Linked DNA regions of Gasterosteus aculeatus: region 2 is linked to region 1. Evidence: chromatin contacts called from public Hi-C data. All regions are on one chromosome and are shown on one strand. The core of a region is the stretch at or near the end of the contact, and the rest is flanking DNA. Distances in the headings are between cores, read along the strand shown. Region 1 holds the start of myo1ea (myosin IEa). Region 2 overlaps myo1ea (myosin IEa).

Region 1 (5,046 bases), core at 2,174-4,673:
GTTTGAAAGACTCTTTGTTGGTAAACTCAGTCTTTGGTGATTTCAATACACAGAGCTGCAAATGTCGAGAGTTGTTTCCGCAACACCAGTCAAGACAACGTCAGCCTAAATTCATTAAAACGAGTTGACACCGTCTCGTGACCTTTACTCATAAACAATAAACAAAACAATAAACTATGACATCGGTCCCAAGCAAACACGTACCTGCACCGGAGGAAGATAACTCCGGAACGTTGGTTTCGTGGGTTTGACAGAAAACATTGTTTATGTCCGCTCGCCGTTCCGAGACGGCGCTTAAATATCGCCTGCGGGGAAGGAAGGGAGGGAGGAAGGGAGGGTGGGCGACCCAAAAGCGAGCCTTCTGTAAAGTTACCGTCAGTCCTTAGCCGAGTAAATCCGACACGTCCGTGTGTAAAACACTCATCGAGGCAGCCCGGGCCGGCGGCCGCACTCCTCCATGACGATTAGCGGCTAAGTAGCAGATTACGCTCGCGGGCCGAGGAGTTGACAGAAGTTGCCGTTGAGACGTTGCTGTTAGCTTGGTTAGCCCGGCTAGCACGGAGTAACGTTATTATACCAAGTGTAGAAATACTGTTCCCACGCAAAGATGAAGAAAAATAAACGATTTTTTTTATAAAAGTGAGATATGTCCGAAACTTTTCTTTCCGCGTGTTACGGTGATAGTTGGTCTCGGTGACTTCCTGAATATCTGATTAATTCAGCCAAACGCACTACCTGATGCTGCGAAGGACTCAACGGCCATGTTTATAACAAGCAGCCGTCCAGCCCGACTTCCGGCCTCCGCTGCCGAGCTCCGTTTCAGTGCCGAGATGTTACTTTCATCCAACTTTCTATGAAGCCCTACAGAACACCGGGGTACTCTGTATTATTACAACAAAATGCCCCCCTACGACTATACGTTGTAGTAAATATTGATAACCTTGTCATTTGATGTTTAAAATACCGATTTTTGTGTTGACATGGATCGAGGGCACCACTCAAGGACTACAACTCCCATGAGACACTGCAGTTTACGGGCGTGAGTCGGTCGGCTTATATGTTTGTTTATTTATCTTTGGGGGAATAACTTAATTTCACAAGTATATAAGTATTACTGGTAGGACAAAAACGTAATATTATGCCTTCACGATGTATTTCATTTAACATGTTCTAAATAAAATACGATGTGAGTCAAATCCATTTATATACAGGTACAGGGATGCAAATCATTACAACCAGAGTAATAAATACAGGAAGTGTGCATGGGACATGGTTTATGACGTTTATTGAGAACGTTTATCGATCAATGTGTTTATCTATTTATCTTTGTCTAAATCTAGGCTTCTTCGAACAACATTAGTACCTACAATTAAAATATTACAATAAATAAATTATGTTTTCACTTTATGGTGATAGGCCTAAAAGGAACAGGATATTTTAAGTCCACCAGAAATACATTTATTCTGTCCACAGTGTGGCGCTATTGATCAATATAGGACATCTTTGGCCTGTATGTATGATCTGGAAAGTTTTTATCATGATCAATGAAAAATATGTTTAACTTTTGCATTAACGTGATTTGAAGGTGGTGAGATGATCTAGCAGAGGGCAACGGATGGCTTTACAGAATATATATTTTTTAATCCTAACATTTAAAAAGAATGAACTGTCTCTGAATCAGAATCATTTATTGCACCCCCACAAACAAGGAATTTGGTGATTGGCGCATAACAACAAAGACAGTAGAATACCCTGACACATCATTTAAAAATAGACAATGAAATAAATTGTAAACCAACAAACAAATATGTTAAATATATGTTAGTATGTTACAACACATATTTTATAAAGGTGAAGTGCCTATAGTTATCATAAGTGTTCGAGTCAGTGGGACCAGTGCATGTTATTATCTTACAACTAAAACCTTGGACTATGCTCACATGCCCGTTGAAACTGATTAAAAAATGTCCTCATTTCTGCGTTGTTCTATAGAGGCCACTGGGTGGAGACAATATACTGCAACAACCGGCTTAAAGGTTGATAAATCATACATCTTTTTTACAACAGCTCACCTGGTTTGCTGGTGTTGCTTGCCAGACTAGTTTGTCAATATTTGAAAACGCCATTACCGGGCAGTAGCAGGCCAGTTCAGGCCTCCACAACTGAGTCCAAATTATGTTCCGGTGAACATTTCACATTGTTTTCAATATTTATCTTACATGTAAGTACAATTTTTAAACTACATTTAGAATAGAATTCGGATAGGAATACAGGACACACACACTCACGCACGCACATACAATGTGTCTACTGCCTTCAGAGGCAGCCTGTTAGACGGGTTACACCCAGAGAGTGCCCCCCCCCCCCTCCCCCCCCTCCAACATAATTTCAAGGCAAGCCTCAGTCTGGCTGGAGAGCGGTTGTGAGAAGTGGATACCAGTGTCACACATACACTTCAAAAGAGCTGTCGCTTCAGAAGGCTTATGAGTTGCATTTTTGTTTTGTTTCAGCGGTTGTTAGGACTGAATTAGTGCACAAAATGTGTGGGCTACCTTTTGCAAAAAAATGTAATTCATCAAAAGAGCATTTAAAACCACATAGGAACGGACAGTCAAAGGACACAAACTGGATGAGAATGATACAGAGACACCGAGTCACTTGAATGCTTTCGTCTGTCAATTCAGTTTAAGTGATCAATCCACATGCACCATGTTAAAAGGATATTTTGGATGAACATCATGTCAGTTGCAACTAAACGTGATTTCTCAACCTTCACTGAACCTGGTGGTGGGCATCCCGTCATGCCTGTATTCATGTATCTACAGTTAGTGTATTTGTAGTGGTGGTGATCATATATAACATTTCATTTCACCTCAAATGTTATGGTGTTATATGAGGTGTTTACATGAAACAAATAATAACCCGTAACTGTGGCGTCATAATATGTGTTAATAGGTTATTCAACTGTAGTAAGACGGCAAAGAAGGCCCAGGTAGAAAATACGCTGCCCGTCACAGACTTAACCTGAAGAAAGCTCAAATAAATCATTGCTAGCATATAAATTACATTTGAGAGCACCAAAAAAAAGACATATGTGCAAGAATGCCATATAAACCTGAAATGGGTGGTTTATCATTGGACACGAGAGAAAGCCCTGTGGAACAACACAAACAATTAAAGGAAAGTGCTTTTATTGTTAGATTTGACAATGTTACCCACATTGATGCGCTTCATAATGGACCCCGTTCAGGTTAAAATGTATTTTAGTCCGTTGTTGTGAAGTCCTAACGCCGCGCATGCGCAGTGGCTCCCCTCCCCTCCCACCACCTCATGAATATTTAATCGCCTCCGCGCGCAGTGTCGTCTGATTGGACGAGTGTCCGCGTGTTGTGTTTCTCGGTGTTTGAGCTCTGCTCCGCCGCTGTCAGCCTCAGATCCGTCTGGACAATGGACGGAGGACACCGCTGAGGACACATGCGTCCATACTTCCTGGAGTTTATCGGGAATATCGTCTTTTTAACTCTGGATTTTGTCCTCTGGATTTAGGTTTAAGAATTGGAGCGGTTTTCTTTTCTTTTTTAAACTGTGTGAACTTCAGTGAGGCCTTACGAGATCACGCAGAATACGACGGAGAAGACTGCGCCAGCGTTGAGTTGAAGGCAAGAGGATGGTGAGTTATATTTGCACCGGCTCGTATTGTTTGATACCATGAGCTCATCCTTAAGTAGAATTTTCAATATGATATATATATATAGGTATTTTATTCAGTTTCTATATATTTTTACTTATTTTTTTTTTTTTAACGTTTACTTTAGTTTACGTATACTTCCCCCATGGCCCTGTTGATACATTAACCATTAACTCTATTTCTGTCGCTTTACGAGACAGTTTGGTTGATTGTTGTTTTGAGGAAAGCGTCATTTATTGTGTTTCGTTTAATTATTCACAATACATTCTTCCAGTTGTATTCCCGATTCCATCATCGATCCACAATCAGTAAAATTCTCCTCTGTCTGTCTCTGACTGTCTCCTCCTCTGTCTTCATCCCGCCGGTCCCTCTGATGGTAGACGTGTAATGGGGAACTGTGAAAGTAATTACACGACAATGACCCACGGCTTGTGATGGTGACACCCAGAGAGGATGCAGAGTCACCTGAAACATTTTTCATTAGGTGCAGCCTTTTCTTTAAAACTGGTTGGTGGATAGGTGGAGCGTGGGTTCTGCATGTGTGCAGCATTGTTGTTTTGTGTGTGTGTGTGTGACTGAGCATGACATGGAGACAGGTTTTTCCTGGTTACTGAATGCTGTCCCTGGAGCAGACGCCTAGAGCCAAGTTGTGTGTCTTTTGAGCTTGTGTTTCCTTGTTGTCGTATTTGACAACAACTCCTCAAGCGTCAGTCTTCTGCGACATAATTTCTGATGATGGCTGATGAACATAACAATACAGCTGTGATGAAGCCTTTTTTTTATAACATATTAATATGTGATAGACCATATGAATGCTTCTTTGTTATCAGAGACTTCCCTATTTACTAAACATATGAGTTTGATTCAGGCTTTCATTTGCCTTAAGGAATATAAAGAACATTTGTTTGCATCATTGCAGCTTCCAATCTGTTTCTCTGGTCACGTACACACAAGCATTTTCTATTCAAAACAGGACCAAGACCTGCTAGCCTTCTGCTATCCATGGGCTTGTATTGAGCCCGTCGTTTGTGTTGCCTAGAGACAAACAAAAAGGACAAAGGTTGCATGCAGTCAGGAGAGCAAAATATTTGCACTTGAGCTGAGATGTAATGCTTTTCTGCCACATTCCCGCTTTAATTCTGCATTTTCTTTCCGTGAGATAACTTAAAACACTCTTCAGCTATGACATGAATGAAATGATTTTGAGAATGTCCTGTAAAAAAACGGTCAAACGTCTATTGCAGGATTTGAAACAAAGCGAGTGTCATCAGTCATAGAGAGTATCGGCCATTGCAGGGAGCAAAGAGGGAGAAAAGTGTCTGGTTGTCATCCTAACTGTCTGGAATAGCAGACACCAG
Region 2 (4,408 bases), core at 1,442-3,941, 33 kb after region 1:
ATCTTCTTTCTTCAAACTATTATCTTGTGAATGCATTATTTTCTCCAGTGAGATTTGTGTCATGTTCATGTTTTTGCAGTACGATGCAGGACGATTTCATGATCATGCACGAGCAGGAGTACGACAGCCTGCTGGACTGTGTCTTTAAGACCGAGTTCATCAGCTTGCTGGCCCGCAGGTTTGAGGAGAGGACCCAGAGGAAGCTACCTCTCAAGTTTAGTAACACGTAAGTATGAGCACACGCCACATTTGTGACAATCAAAAGTTTAACTGGAGTTTATTTATCATATTAATTGATTAGACTTTGAATCAGTGGGAAATTCAAAAGCTGATGACTGAAATTAAATAATACACCATTTCCATTTCAAGAGGGCGTCATTTTGGCTTCTTTGCCCCTCAGACTGGAGCTGAAGTTGAAGAAGGAGAACTGGGGCTTCTTGAGTGGGGGGGGCTCCCGGCAGGTCCTGTTCGTTGGGGGTCAGGGAGACCAGCCAGTACTGAAGCCTTCGAGCAAATCTCTGCAGGTCAGCGTGGGCGCTGGGCTTCCAAAGAACACACGTGAGTGCTTACCGGAGTGGAGTCTCCTCGTCCTCTCAGTGAGACGTGATGCTGTCAAGCTGAGTGGTAGAATCACCCCTCGTCTGTATTTCTTTCATCCTCAGGCCCCACAAGGAAGAGCTTCTCGCAGGTTCGCTCCACCGCGACCAGAACTCCCCAGAACACCCCATGGAGGGCGGCGCCGGGACCTCCAGGTACATCGTCCCCTCTCACCGGATTTCAACAGGCTTCTCTTACATCCACGTGGACCGTCTCAAACAATCTCCTTCTTGTCCCCCCCACCGGGGATGCAGTTGCTCACCAGAACGGCGGCCCTAAAAACGCCGACCACGTAGCCAACCAGAGGAACTCGCAGCATCACAACCAGAGGAAGGCCCCGGCCGCCAACACCCCGCACCCCTTCCTGCCCAGCAACGCCAACCAGCTGAAGGAGCGAGGCAGCAGCCGGCCGCAGCCCAACCTGGACTGTCTGAAGGTGCCCGAACAAGGAGCCGCAGGGTGAGACGCTCCCACATTAAAACGCGCCAACCGCACGTAGACAAATGACCCCCCACTGACACGTAGATGACATGGCAGGAATATGTTCGTGCTGCTGTTCAAAGGTGGATGAATTTAGACTGAACGCAGCATCGGCCGACCATTCTCACTGGTTTTCGGACTACCAACCGACCCTGTTAGTTTCATCCCGTGTTAGTGTCTCACTGCCTGGAAATGGAAAATCTTAGTGTCTCACTACTAAAGAAACCTAAACGTGTGATTTGAGTGAATGATGCTGAAAAAATGCTGTGTAGTGATGTTGAGATTTGAATGGCATGAAAAGTGTTTTTTCCCCCCAAAAGCCAGACCCCCTTTTCTGTTTTCAATACAGGGAACACGACGAGTGTGACTAACACTGAATTATCATTCAGCCTAATATGACTCCACCATGTAGCATTTGAGTCACACGTGAAGCTCTCTCCCGTATTTAAGATCCTTGTGTCTAGTAAACATATTATTACTCAAGATCGTTTTCATATTTATTTGTAAAATGTGCATTTAACTGCTAAATGTGACACAGCAGATGCACACACATATTACTTTGTGACGACAAACTCTAGTTCACTCACTTGTGTTTCTGTTATTTGGCATAATTTGGATGATTTGTTCTTTTGTAGCAATGGAGACAGACGGCCAACTTCAAATGGAGGAATGTGAGTTGGAGTGTTTGCAGTGTTTTGGGTGGTGGTTAAAGACTGTGAAAAACTTTCAGCAGCAGGATTTGTTGATGCTTCTTCCCATGTACATTTTGTTTTTTTGGACTGCAGAGAAAGTTAAGTTAAATGAGCTGATAGTCGTCCACAACTAATATATATAATTCTGTGCTGCTGCTCAATTTGATATTAAATGGGAATTTAACAAGTATCTTTCATTTATAAATTAAAGAATTTGATATTATATTCATTTATAAATGAAAGATACTTAATAAAGAATTCATGCTGAGTGAGATGAACGTCAAGGATGGTTCAAAGTTTCTTTAATGAACACAGATCTCACTGGGACACCTAAATGTTTTGCCTTTATAAAAGCAAATATTCTATATGCAAAATCTAACGATTGACACCTCATTTCTTCTGATTTATTTGATCCTCAGTTGTTGAGTTTTTCACTCTTATTCTTACATTTGTCCATTTGGCATTGTGTTAAAAGTTGTACTGTATTTACAGTACACATGATTTAAAAAGTCGGTATAATAATAATAAGCAGGTACCACTGAATGTGGATCAACACTCTCTGCTCTGAAACCTTTTCAGTCTCAGTGCATTTGTGACAGAAAATGTGTACTCAGTTACCATCTTGTGGCTGATTTGTGAACAGCAACAGCTTGTTCAATTTGAGCATAAGGCATCATGAATTTACTGTCACTCAGGTAGAAAACAAGAAAAAAAAACACACCTTGTTTTTATTTTGGTCACAATGTGGTTCCGACAGCTGCGGTCAAAATGTTTTCACATGACAAGATGGTGATTGTGCACACGAGAACCCCCCACGCCGACAAACAGCTTCTCCTGACTCAACTTCACGGCCAACCGCAGCACGCTGAACCGACCATTTCTCACCGCGGCTGCTGACCTTCCCGTGCTTTCCGTCTTTTCTTTCCTTGTATCGCCTCAGAGCCCACAGGCCGTCAGCCAGCAGGCCTGCACCGGGAGGGGGGCGACCCAAACCTGCACCCAAACCCAAACCCCAGGTGCCCCAGTGCAGAGCGCTATACGCCTACGACGCTCAGGACACGGACGAGCTCAGCTTCAATGCCGAGGAGCTCATCGATATCATCAAAGAGGGTGAGGTGGCTCGCTGCTCGATCCGCGCGGCGTCGCAGCGTTACTTGAACGTTTTCGCGTCCGATATCACCTTGAAACGGGCCTCTAATGCCGTCGTGTGTGTTGGACAGATGCATCCGGCTGGTGGACGGGGCGACTTCGTGGAAAACAGGGACTTTTCCCCAACAACTACGTCACCAAAGTCTAGAAGCTGGCGGTTTACAGCTGGAGGAGGAGAGGCTGCTGCATCCCCACTGACACTCTTAAGAGGACGTGATGGGGATCGACCGGGAGGAGGGAGGAGCACCGCCAAGACTCCTTGAGGAGAGAAACTCACACTCATTTATCCGCGGGTGACACCGAGAAGGGTGTTTGAGCCTGTGGTCCGTTCTCCTCCACGGCCCCTTTTCAGTACTGAACAAACACTATTTATTGTATTTATAGCCTTCTGTTTCCTTACTGTCATTTATACCTTGCTGAGGATTTGAGCTCCAACATTTTGGAAGCGTTGGAATGAAGTATACTTAATCTGTGGGATCAGGATGTGATTTATATTTTCAGAGGAAGGTTCGATTGCTGAATCGAAGGCGATCGCCTCAGTGGCAAAACTGAAGCAACTTCTGCTTTACCAGGAATATTTATTGTGGTGAAAATCTGTAACTTACGTACAGGGGACGGCGTCTAGGCAAATCATCACACTGTGATCTACAATGATTTTAAATACCAAAGCTGTAACAATTTTAGTAGGTCTGGAAAAACACCTGGTCAAGTGGTGAAATACCTGGAGAACCATCCTCACCTTTTGTTTTTTTTCTGTCACACCAGTATATTTTAGACAGACAGAGAAGGAGCGATGTAATCTGTAACCCAAGCATGCAGTCTGTGGTGTATTAGCACTTTATTGGTACAGGTACTACCTTGGACACTCGTTCATGCCACGGCCGGTAAGTCATGTCTATGAAGGAAAAGTTGTAAAGAGAAGAAAGATGAGTTACTGAGCAGAATAATTCGTTTACATGAAATTATAAAAAAAAGGCATTTTGAATCTGATTCTGTATATGTGTTCATTTTTTAAGAGTACGCCTATTGTTGTGGTTTTAAATGAATCGGTTTTTATATTTTCTTCGAAGGATCTTAGTATTCAAATTGTTTTGCTTTTCATACGGCTGCTTTATTTCTGGTTCAGCCACAGATTGAATATAATGGTTAACGGATTAGGGTGAATGAGTTTTTGTTCAAATACAAGTTTTGGTGGCACTACAAATAATTCCTTTTGCTTCTGCACATCTTTTGCACTGCTGTTGGATTACTTAAACATTCCTTCATATTTTCTTAAACAAATAACCACATAATGCTCGTCAGTAAAAACAGACACCTTGGACTTGGACTGTCAGATATGGTTTGATCTTGGATGATTGATATCATCCTTGTGCAATACAAAAAAGTGGATGAGTATTTTAATAAAGCATGTAATATTGTCTTTGAATGTTTTTTTAATTTGTCCAGAACCCATCAAATGAATTATCAATAGGATATTTATGTATTTTACC

Evidence for each region. Hi-C and Micro-C count contacts between places; a contact is called where the count stands out from the background.
Region 2: a contact with region 1 is called in a Hi-C map of tail fin, with 4 times the contacts expected there. The contact joins the enhancer-like site here to the promoter of myo1ea in region 1. A contact is called at or near these places in 5 of 6 Hi-C or Micro-C datasets (liver, skeletal muscle, tail fin and 1 more).

The regions. Positions count from the first base shown.
Region 1 is chr12:12,704,292-12,709,337 of fGasAcu3.hap1.1, forward strand. myo1ea (myosin IEa) reads left to right here and starts at 3,424. Exons shown (of 28, transcript XM_040161988.2): 1 at 3,424-3,670. The coding sequence starts at 3,668. mtmr10 (myotubularin related protein 10) reads right to left here and starts at 1,006. Exons shown (of 16, transcript XM_040203016.2): 1 at 205-1,006. The coding sequence starts at 261.
Region 2 is chr12:12,738,305-12,742,712 of fGasAcu3.hap1.1, forward strand. myo1ea (myosin IEa) reads left to right here. Exons shown (of 28, transcript XM_040161988.2): 23 at 80-226; 24 at 401-558; 25 at 663-752; 26 at 852-1,056; 27 at 2,710-2,879; 28 at 2,990-4,338. The coding sequence ends at 3,066. Among protein-coding and RNA genes, the nearest start is that of rnf111, 25 kb to the right of the region's middle. Within about 2 kb of position 2,692, at least 1 of the 9 cell types and tissues checked has open chromatin away from gene starts, as enhancers often do.